Regions from separate parts of the Sus scrofa genome. Here region 2 is linked to region 1. A link is a contact called in public HiChIP or PLAC-seq data. All regions are on one chromosome and are shown on one strand. Each heading gives the region's core, a stretch centred on a gene start, on an enhancer-like site or on the middle of the called end of the contact. The rest is flanking DNA. Distances are from core to core; before and after follow the strand shown.

Region 1 (5,782 bases), core at 2,401-4,900:
AAAAAGAGGGTGCTAAGCCTTAATCAGAAGTTCTGTGCACACAGATGGGGCTTGTTTAATGGAGCCTCTATCTAGGCTGTTTCACTGGTAAACTCCTTTTGTGTTTTCTCTTGCCTGGAGCACACATTAAGATTTCTGTTAAATAAATAAATTAATTAAATAAAATTAGGAATTCCTGATGTGGTGCAGCAGAAATGAATCCGACTAGGAACCATGAGGTTTCGGGTTCGATCCCTGGCTTTGATCAGTGGGTTAAGGATCTGGTGTTGCTGTGGCACAGGCCGGCAGCTGTAGCTCCGACTAGTCCCCTAGCCTGGGAACCTCCATATGCTGCAAGTGCGGCCCTCAAAAGCAAAAAAAAAAAAAAAAAAAGAAAGAAAAGATTCTGTTAAGCAAGACAGAGTAAAGGCCTAGGGATCCCACACTCAACATAAGCTTTTATTCTGTTTTCAGCCTCAATGATACCTGCTTCCCTGTTTCATATAAATCCTGTTTTACTCTCTCCAAAGAATAAAACTATTATCTAATATTCAGATCTCCTGTCATCTCCCTTCTCATCTGACACATTTTATGATAAAGACACAATCAGAAGAATAATTGAAACAGAAAGAGTGTACTGACAGATACATAGATAAACTAAACCTATCCCTATGTTCTGTACTTCAGCCACACTGAGTTTTCCCACAAACATGTTCTCTCTTCCCAGAAATAGGGCACCATAAAATTGATCATCCAAATCAAGCCACTTCAGAGTGAATGAGAACCTTATAATTATGCAGAGACAATAGCTATAAACTTTGTTCTGGGTACTGCTGGAATGGATTTCACCCTACCCAGAACCTGTCCCCACCTTCCTTCTTCCACCTAAGTCACCCCACTACCCCCTACCAGATCAAACCTGCCATTAAAAAGGTCTCAAAACTCAAAAGGCTTATCTAAGTGTTTTAGTTGTGTGGCTATTTTGGTATTCATGTTTTAATTCCACTAGAATCATTCCATGTAACTACTCAATAAGAAATGAATTTTATGGTTTCTAGCCTCGGTGCCTAACTCACTTCACAGCAGGCCCTCAAATATTTGCTGAATCTCAGTAATTCTTCTGATTAGATCTTATAAACTTGCTAGAAAATCAAATAGCTTTCAATTAAAAAAAATCCAAATTGTTACATGATCCTTTACTGTTTTGTCACCATAATAGTTCGGGTATTTACAGAGTGGCTGAGTTCTTGAAAAGATAAAAAACAAAAGATTCATTGAGCAGAGTTATTCTGTTAACGAACTACAGATATAGTAGTATATTCCACTTGAAATGCTATCTCATTTTTTTGGCTGCATCCAAAAAATCCAAGTTCCTGGGCCAGGTATCAAATCTGAGTGACTTAACACCACAACCACGGCAAAAATGGATTCCTTAACCTGCTGCACTACAGCAGGAACTCCTGAAACCCTACCTTATTTTAATCTACACAAACAAAGGCTACTCATTTCACTGCCCACTATCTTAGCTGTTACAGAACTCATTCGTTTTAACCTACCTAGACATGGTTACTTTCTAAAATATTTTTTTTCTGCAACCCACTCCTCTTTCTGGGAATCTAACACACGATGTCAGATTTTGAGGAGCTTCCTGATGGCATAGCAGTTAAGGATTTGGTGTTGTCACTGCTGTTGCTCGGGTTCGATCCCTGACCAGGGAACTTCTGCATGCCATGCTGGCCAAAAAAACCAAAAAAACCCGTTTGGTTCGTCCCACCAGGATCTGTTCATTTTCAGTCTCAATCTTCCTACTGATCTACCTTCAGGTTAACCCACTCTTCTGTCATTTTAATTCAAGACTATCCAGGAAACTTTTAACTCCAGCAGTTCTTTTTAATTGTTTTTTATAGCATTTTTAAAATTACTCAATTACATTTATAGTTGTACAATGATCATAACCAAATTTTGTAACCTTTCTTTTATTACTCAATGAATTTATTACATTTGTAGTTGTACAATGATCATCACAATCTAATTTTATAGGATTTCCATCCAACAATCCCAGCGCATCCCCCTGTCCCCCAACCTGTCTTATTTGGAAACCATAAGTTTTTCAAAGTCTGTGAGTCAGTATCTGTTCTGCGAAGAAATTCATTGTGTCCTTTTTTTAGATTCCACATGTAAGTGACAGCATTTGATGTTGGTGTCTCACTGTCTGACTTCACTTAGCATGATAATTTCTAGGTTCATCCATGTTGCTGCAAATGCTAGTTCTTTTCTTTCAATGGCTGAGTAATACTGCATTGTGTGTATGTACCACATCTTCTTTATTCACTCCTGTCGATGGACATTTAGGTTTTTTCCATGTCTTGGCTATTGTATATAGTGCTGCAATGAACATTGGCGTACACGTTTTAATTGGGTTTTTTTGTTTTGCTTTTCCTGTACCCACAGTATAAAGAAGTTCCCAGGCCAGGGACTAAACCCGCACCACAGCAGTGACCAGACCCATAGCAATGACAACACTGGATCTGCAACTGGCTGAGCCACCAGAGAACTCCAGTCTTCTCATTTTTACACAACTTCTATAGGTTACAGAAGTTATGAAAGCCATTTCAGAGTTATGAAAGCCATTGCTATGATATTCAGATCTTTCCTGCTATGTGCCATCCAGTGGCCAGTCTGGGAGGTGATCTGTCAGTTTTCAAAGCCTTTCATATGCTGTTTAGCATCAGATCCATATACAAATAGCTAAGGAGTGTTCATATAAGTTATTAAGGGATTACTTTCTTCACCTTTCCCATAATCTCCATGATAACCTCTGGCTCAATGGGGTGTGGAGAGATGGGTAAAGAGGACCCATTTCTTGGTACTGTGGCTAGAAAGCCAAGGCTTTAAGTTTCTCCACTCTGCACAAGTTACTATAGGATTGCCTGAGCTGTGGCAGGGAGAATATGAAAAAAGCAAAGCACTACAAAAACAAGAAAGGGGTTTTCCACATTTTCTCTAACCCAAAGGGGCCCACTTCCTTTCCTTCCTTGCATACCAGAAAAAGAAGACCTCTCTTAGAGCTCTGTTTGTGTGCAGTTCTGGGTTTCTGGCAGCTTGAGTCCACCTCAGGAGACACCAGAGGGGACAAAAAAAACACCAACAAAAACCAAGAAACAGAAACTCCTGGCTATTTCAGTAATATTTTGAGTTCTGGCTTCCTTCTCCAATGTACCTAACATTTACTGATTTTCAGAGTCTTCAGAGCTGCTCCAAGCATTCTGTCCAGGGTCTTAGCGATAGTGTATGCTGTTTCCATCATGATGAAAAAGAGAATGCTCTTGTACTCATTCATCATTGTTATAAATTCTGCAACCAAACTCTTCCTCACCTAATAGAAACATAGGTGGATGGTCTGTATCAGCCAGGTGATTACAGAAACAACCTTAGGAGAAGAGAACTGCTGTCTCAAAAAAGAATAAATCAAGGAGCAGGAAAGATGGGACAGACATGGAACTGAAGAAGTCAATACAATGTTATCCACGAGCATATAGAACACTGCTTACTCTATTTTGAACCTTTCTCAGAGTTAGAACTTCCCAGTTCTGAACTTCATGTCTTAACAGTCCTGTAAAAAGAGCTCTGTTTAGCCTCTCTGAATCTCGACTTACTTCCTCATTCTCCTCCTTTCTCCTGACTAGGACAAACTGCCATCACGCTCCACAAAGCCCAGGCTGGAATATGGCGGGTCTGCCACTTTAAAAAATATTCTCCTATTTAAAGTTTTCTTAGTCTGTGGTCTAATAAGCATGAAACCGGACCCTTACCTTATACCATACAACTCAAAATGGATTAAAGATTTAAATTAAGATGGGAAACTATAAAACTCCTTGAAGAAATCATAGGGGAAAGCTTTAGGACATTGGATTTGGCAATGCTTTCTTGGATATTACCCAATAAGCACAGGCAACAAAGACAAAAACAGGAAAATGAGACTACACCAAACTTAATAACTTGTGTATCACAGGAAAATACTCAACAGAGTGAAAAGACAACATGTATCTGATAAGAGGGAACATCCAGAACATATAAGAAACAAAAACATATAACCTAATTAAATAGTGGGCAAAGAACTTAAATAGACAGCTCTCCTCCAAAGATATATATATGAATGGCCAACAAGCATGTAAACAGAAGCTCAAAATTGATAAAACACTGTAAATCAACTGTAACTAAAAAAATTAAAGATGCTCAACACACCACTAATCATAAAAAAAATGCCGGAGTTCCCATCGTGGCTCAGTGGTTAACGAATCTGACTAGGAACCATGAGGTTGTGGGTTCGATCCCTGGCCTCGCTCATTGGGTTAAGCATCCGGTGTTGCCATGACCTGTGGTGTAGGTTGAAGATGCAGCTTGGATCCCGCGTTGCTGTGGCTATAGTGTAGGCCAGCGGCTACAGCTCTGATTAGACCCCTAGCTTGGGAACCTCCATATGCTGTGGATACGGCCCGCAAAAGACAAAAAAAAAAAAAAGAAAGAAAGAAAAAAAAGAAAGAACAAGTGTTGGCAAGAATGTAGAGAAATTTTAACACAGTGTACTACTGGCAAAAATATAAAATGGCGCAGCCAGTATGGCAAACAGTATGGACATTCCTTAAAAATTACCACAGGAAGCAGCAATCCCACTCCTGGGTATATACACAAAATCATTCAAAACAGGATCTGAAGAGATATTTGTACATCCATGTTCATTGTTATTTACAACTGTCAAGAGAAGGAAGCAACCCAAATGTCCATCAAGGGATTAATGGATAGACAATGTAATGTATACATATGATGGATTATGTGGCCTTATAGGATATAAGTATAGGATAGGATTTTCTATCACATACTTCAATGTGGATGAATCTAAGGATTTTATGCTTAGTGAAATAAGCCAGCCACAAAAGGATGAACACTGTAGGTTTTTACTTATATGAGGTACCCATACACTCATACAAAGCAGCTAAAGTAGTCAAAATCAAAGAAAGGTGATCACTAAGGGCTAGGCAAAGAGAAGAGAGGAAATTAGTGTTTAATGGAGAGTAACATTATATTCAGACCTTAAAACCTTACTCAACGTGGTAGTAGTAGTCTGTGTCAAACCCATCCTAAAACATCAGATTATTCTTTAGCAAAGTCTAGGCTGACCAGGAGTTAAATTCTGAGAATGCCTTTGTATGGTGGTTAATTCAGATATCCAGAAAAATAAGCTTTCATCTTTTGTTCAAAGGAATCAACCAGACTGTACTGTTAACTACAAACACAGTACTAAGTTCTCCGCCTCAAACTTTTAGTCATTGCTACTTTCAATGTGTACTTCTCAAAATTTGAGTGAAGGAGAGAAAAGACTAGCAGAACATGCCACTAGTCCTACATGTCTTTTCCAACATTAACCTTACAGGTGTTAAAAAAAAAAAAAAAAAAAAATCACCTCTAAACTTCCCACAATTACCATGTATTCTCTTCACCTTCCAACAATACAATTTCCTGTATCAATCCACCTCATTACGAAGAATAGCTCAGGTCTATGATGAATTCTTTTTTTTTTTTAAACATTTATTTATTTATTTATTTAGTCTTTTTTTTTTTTTGCCATTTTCTTGGGCCGCTCCCACGGCATATGGAGGTTCCCAGGCTAGGGGTCGAATCGGAGCTGTAGCCGCCAGCCTATGCCAGAGCCACAGCAACGAGGGATCCGAACCGCGTCTGCAACCTATATATACCACAGCTCACAGCAACGCAGGATCCTTAACCCACTGAGCAAGGGCAGGGA
Region 2 (5,782 bases), core at 2,311-4,810, 46 kb before region 1:
AATCCCTGGCCTCGCTTAGTGGATTAAGGATCCAGCGTTGCCATAAGCTGCAGTGTAGGTTGCAGACGCAGCTCAGATCTGGCGTTGCTGTGGCTGTGGTGTAGGCCGGCAGCTACAGCTCTGATTCGACCCCTGGCCTGGGAATCTCCATATGCCACAGGTGCAGCCCTAAAAAAAAAAGGAAAAAAAAGAAAATGGGCTCTGGAGCAAACCACCTAGGTTCAAATCCCGGCTTGGCTTCTTATTTCATGTTCGACATTGGGAATCTTATTTACCTTTTCATGCTTCAGTTTCTTCAAATATAAAATGGAAGTAACAGTGATAGCTGCTTCATAGACTTGTGGAGAGGATTCAATGAGTTAATACGTGTAGCATCGCAACAGTGCCTGACATACAGAAGGCACTCAATACATTTTAGTAGTTACTAATAATTACTGATAAAAATGGAAGCAACCAACACGTCCATTAATTGGAGAATAAACTATTACATAATCATAAAAAGAATACTAAACAACAGGGAAAAGAGAATTACATATACCAACATGTACAAATCTCAAAACTTAGCTCTAATTGAAGAAAGATATAGAATGTGTATGTATAATATGCTAATATTTATATTAAGTTTGAAAATATACTATTTATTAGTTATGGTTACAAACATATGTAATATGTATTTATATGTAATATAAAATCAGGTATAGGAAAGAAAAACACCAAAAACACCAAATTTAGGAAAGTGATTACTACTGAAGACAGAAGGAAGGGAATAAGTGTGGACAGGGGTGTACAAGGGCCTCAAATGTATCTGGAATGTTTGTTTGTTTTTGTCCTTTTTAAGGCGGCACCCTAGACATATGGAGGTTCCCAGGCTAGGGGTCGAATCGGAGCTACAGCTGCTGGCCTATGCCACAGCCATAGCCACACCATATCCAAGCTGAGTCTGTGACCTACACCACAGCTCACAGCAATACTGGATCCTTAACCCACTGGGTGAGGCCAGTGATCGAACCTGCATCCTCATGGATCTTAGTCGGGTTTGTTAACTGCTGAGTCAAGAAGGGAATTCCTGGAATGTTTTTTAATTACCTAATAAAAAGACAGGATTTCATACAGCTGGACAATGGATACACGAGATATCTAATTTTTTTTTAATTTAATTTTTTCCTTTTTAGGGCTGCACCCCCAGCATTCAGAAACTCCTAGGCTAGGGGTTGAATTAGAGCTGCAGCTGCCAGCTTATGCCACAGCAATGTCAGATCCAAGCCTTGTTGGGTTCATTACCGCTGAGCCACAATGGGAACTCCAAGACATCTAACTTTAATACCTATTATACATAAGTATGTTTGAAATATTTCATAGCAAAAAGAGTTGAGGAGTTCCCATCATGGCTCAGTGGTTAACAAACCCGACTAGGAAGAGGTTTTGGGTTTGATCCCTGGCCTCACTCAGTGGGTTAAGGATCTGGCTTTGCCATGAGCTGTGGTATAGGTTGCAGACATGGCTCGGATCCTGAGTTGCTGTGGCTCTGGCGTAGGCCAGCAGCTACAGCTCCGATTAGACCTCTAGCCTGGTAACCTCCATGTGCTGTGGGTGCGGCCGTAAAAGGACAAAAGACAAAAAAAAAAAAGTTGAGTCAGTACAGGAATCACTTACCATGTTCAACATTTTCTTCAAATATAACACAGGTCCCAAGGGTGTCTGCAGAAAAATGTTAAGGCAACTTGTTAAGAAATAAGAGCTACTTTCTCCAAAAGGCATTAGGGGAAAAAAAAGGAGTTTCAGCTCTCTGACATCCTCCTACCTTCATATTCCCCAGCAAAGACATAGCCATCCACCTGCAGAATGGGCCTCTCAGTATTAATTCCCTACAATAGAAAATAAGATCATAAAAAAAAAAAAAATCATTAGAAAAAGCATTTGGGGGTGGCGGAGATAGGTGAAAGGGTGAAAAAGGGCTCAAAAGAACTTCCAACTGTGAAATAAGTCCTAGGATGTTTTAAGAACATCATGGTGCCTGTAGTTAATAATACTATACTTTATATTTGAAAGTCAGTAAACAAGTTCTCACAAAAAGAAAAAATTTGGGGAGTTCGCGCTGTGGCTCAGCAGTAATAAACACAACTAGTATCTGTGAGGCTGTGGGTTCCATCCCTGGTCTTGTTCAATAGGTTAAGGTTCTGGTGTTGCCATAAGCTGTGGTGTATATGTCACAGATACAGCCCGGATCTGACACTGCTGTGGCTGTGGCTGTGGCTTAGGCTGGCAGTTGTAGCTCCAATTCCCGCTCCTAGCTTGGGAACTTCCATATGCCTCAGGTGAGGGCCGAAAAAGAAAAAAAGAAAAAAAAAAAAAATTGTAACTATGTGTTGTAATGGCTGTTAGCTAGACATAGTGGTCATCATTTCACAATATGTACAAATATTGAAAAAGTGTACAGCTGAAACTAGTATAATGTTAAATGTTGGTTATTTCTCAGTTTAAGATAAAAGATGCTGTATATCTGAAATTAACACAACATTGTAAATCAACTACACTGCAATAAATTCTTCTAAAAATAAAAAGAAGGGAGTTCCCATTGTGGCAGAGCAGAAACAAATCCGACTAGCATCCATGAGGATGTGGGTTTGATCCCTGGCCCCACTCAGTGGGTTAAGGATTTGATGTGGCTGTGATGTAGGCCGGCAGCTGCAGCTCCAATTCATCCCCAAGTCCAGGAACGTCCATATGTCACAGGTGCTGCTGTTAAAAAAAAAAAAAAAAAAAAAAAAAAAAAAAAGCCCCCCCCATCTAAATTTTTCACTCTCTCCAGCCACATATGTAGACACCCAGGCAATCAGCGTCTATCTTCTCCCATCTGCTCCCCGTAACCCCTAAGCCCGTACTTCTGTGATTGTCTTCACTGTTCACTGCCTTTGTTCGGGGAATGAATTCTATCAATCTTAAGGGGTGGTTATACTTCACCATTCATTCTTTTAAATTTAAGGAAATCTACACCCCCCCCCCAATTCTACAAGACTCACCAAAATCTTGCATTTATGTTCAACTTTCGAGAGAAAGTCTGAATCAATAATTCCTGATAATTCCACCAGAACCAACTGCTCCTGGTGGAAAAAAGAGAGGTTAACTCTCTAGCTCGCGAGGGTGCAGGAAGAGGCGGTTAACAAGAGAAGCCAAACGACCCCAGCGCCACCACCCCTTTGTGAAATCGAGGTCCTGCTTTCAACCAGAGGAAACCGGCGACGGTACCTAGGATAACTTCCCTCTTTCCCTTCCAACCGCCGTGCCGCTCGCAGGGCGCCGCGAGCCCAGGGTCACGATCCCGCCCGGGGACCCTCCCCCCTTCGCCGGCCGCGCCCGGACTCTCAGCCACGCGGCCGCTGCCGCTGCACTCACGGCCTCCTCTTCGTCCTCGTCCCCATCGCCTCTCCGCGGTTCCTTGGCCGCCGCCATACCGCCGCTCCTCTGCACCGCCTCCCAGCCGCCGGCCCCGCCCGCCTGGGCCTCCATCTTGAGTACGGGCAGCAGCTCCCGCCCCGCTGCGGCTCCAGCCGCGCCCACCGCCCCTGCCAGGACGCGAGATGGCGGCTCCCAGGCCCACGTGGAGCCCCTTCTTTCTCTCCTAAGAGCAGGAGCCGGTCCCGATCCCGTGTCCTTGGAAACTCTCGGGCTCCTGGCCCAGATGGAATGAGAGCAGTAGAGAGGCACAGGGGATAAAGGAGATGCTGGCATGGTGCACCGTGGACCAGGTGCAGCCTCCAGTGCTTGGAAAGAAATTCTTTTTTTTTAAAATTTATTTCTGTTTTCTAAGAAATTCTTAATATCCTGAGAGCTAACTCAGGCTAATTAATATTCTAAATATCGTGTGAGCTAATTCAGGATAATTCCTGTAAGGAAAAGAGAGGTGGTTACAGAAAAAAAATGAGACGGTCTCAACAGAACCAGATTGCCTTTAATCAGCAAGGAGGGGCAGCAGTCGGGTTGGAGGCCAGACTGTTGCGCCAGGGTCTTGGGGCTTTCAGAATATATAGGGGAGCTTAGAAGCCCTGTTTTTTGTCAAGGTTATTTTTATCAGTTACAGTTTAGCAAGTGTGGTCGTTGACTCGGGAATGTGTGTCGGTCGCCGTCAGGAACTGGTCGTGCCTGGAGCCAGTAGTTCTCAGTATCTCCTGGGCGACCTGGGCTTCCCTTTACTTCTTAGCCTCGGAACTTCCCATATGCCACATGCCATAGTTGCGGCCCTAAAAATAAAAAATAAACAAATAATCTTTATCTAAGACAGGATGGTGTCTGTCCAAAGAGCATGAGCTTTGAGGGTCTGATGTTTGTCCATTTCTACTGCATTATGACCAGCAAGGCATGCAGCAACTTGGTTATTGTGAGAATTAAATGAGATTATTCAAATAAAATAGATTTAGCCCAGTATTAGACACTTAATGTGCATTTAATCTATTATTGGGGTAGTATACAAAAATTTAGGGTATTAGGACTTTTAAAAAACATTTTCCAAGAATTCTTGTTGTGGTACATTGGGTTAAGGTTCTTGTCTCTGCAGCAGCTGGGGTTCCTGCTGAGGCGCAGTTCAGTCCCGGGTCCAGGAACTTCCACATGCTGCTGGGCAGCCCAAAAAAAGAAAAGAGTTCTTTTTTTTTTTTTTTTTTTTTTTTTTTTGGTCTTTTCTAGGGCACACCTGTGGCATGTGGAGGTTCCCAGGCTAGGGGTCAAATCAGGGTTGTAGCTGCCGGCCTATGCCAGAGCCACAGCAAGGTCTTCGACTTATACCACAGGTCACAGCAACAAGGCCAGGGATCAAACCCACAACCTCATGCTTCCTAGTCAGATTCGTTAATCACTGAGCCACGATGGGAACTCCAGAAAAATGTTCCAAGTAATGAAGATCTGCTGCTAAATTATAAGTAACAAAATAGGGGAAGATTTCCAAGTCAGATTAGAAAGAGCCATGGGAGAGACAAATTACATGGTTTTCTACAGCCACTGTTAGAGCTAATAGAGAAAAATCTATACAATTTGGTGGGAGGACCAATTGATTTTTAATTGTAGTTAATAAGAGGAATCTTATTTTAAAAAATCAGAAATACAGTGTCTGAGAAACATAAATAGGGTGTCATGCTCAGTATTCAAAAGCTCGCCACAAGGAGGAGACAAATGAATTAAAAATTGTTTATTCTGCTCTTTTTTTTCCTTTAGAACACATTTTATAAATTAAGTGCCTATATGAAACATACACTTAGTAGCAGAAGTCTAGCAAAAGAACCTTTAGTATTAACGTTTTGTCTTAAAAACATTTTACACTTAAATAATTGTTTATAGTCCATTGAATTCTGTTTTTTAAAATCCATCTCTTACTCTGCTTTAAACTAAATGCGGAGTTCCCATCGTGGCACAGTGGTTAACGAATCCATCTAGGAACCATGAGGTTGCGGGTTGGATTCCTGGCCTTGCTGAGTGGGTTAAGGACCCAGTGTTACTGTGAGCTGTGGTGTAGGTCGCAGACTTGGCTCAGATCCCGTGTTGCTATGGCTCTGGCAGGCCGCGGCTACAGCTCCAATTAGACCCCTAGCCTGGGAACCTCCATAAGCCGAAGGAAGCGGCCCTGGAAAAGGCAAAAAGACAAAAACAAACAAACAAAACCCAAAAAACTAAATGCTAGACCAGCGACCCTCAAACTTCAACTGCATGAGATTCACAATGGACAGCTTGTTAAAGCCCCGATTGGGAGTTCCCTGGTGGCTCAGCAGGTTAAGGATCTAGCATTGTCACTGCT

Evidence for each region. HiChIP or PLAC-seq counts read pairs in DNA pulled down with a chosen protein or histone mark.
Region 2: an H3K27ac HiChIP or PLAC-seq map of alveolar macrophages shows a contact between it and region 1. The contact joins the promoter of GTF3C6 here to the enhancer-like site in region 1. A contact is called at or near these places in 8 of 47 Hi-C or Micro-C datasets (embryonic fibroblasts, fetal heart ventricle, fetal liver and 3 more) and 2 of 2 datasets of contacts at active chromatin or transcription factors (alveolar macrophages and skeletal muscle).

The regions. Positions count from the first base shown.
Region 1 is chr1:76,848,284-76,854,065 of Sscrofa11.1, reverse strand. The region is part of intron 1 of AMD1 (S-adenosylmethionine decarboxylase proenzyme); the gene reads right to left. Among named protein-coding and RNA genes, the nearest start is that of AMD1, 12 kb to the right of the region's middle. Within about 2 kb of position 3,650, at least 7 of the 83 cell types and tissues checked have an H3K27ac peak or open chromatin away from gene starts, as enhancers often do. A contact at or near this core is called in alveolar macrophages, where this site is marked.
Region 2 is chr1:76,894,539-76,900,320 of Sscrofa11.1, reverse strand. GTF3C6 (general transcription factor 3C polypeptide 6) reads right to left here and starts at 3,560. Exons shown (of 6, transcript XM_003121346.4): 1 at 3,394-3,560; 2 at 3,021-3,101; 3 at 1,802-1,865; 4 at 1,654-1,698. The coding sequence starts at 3,507.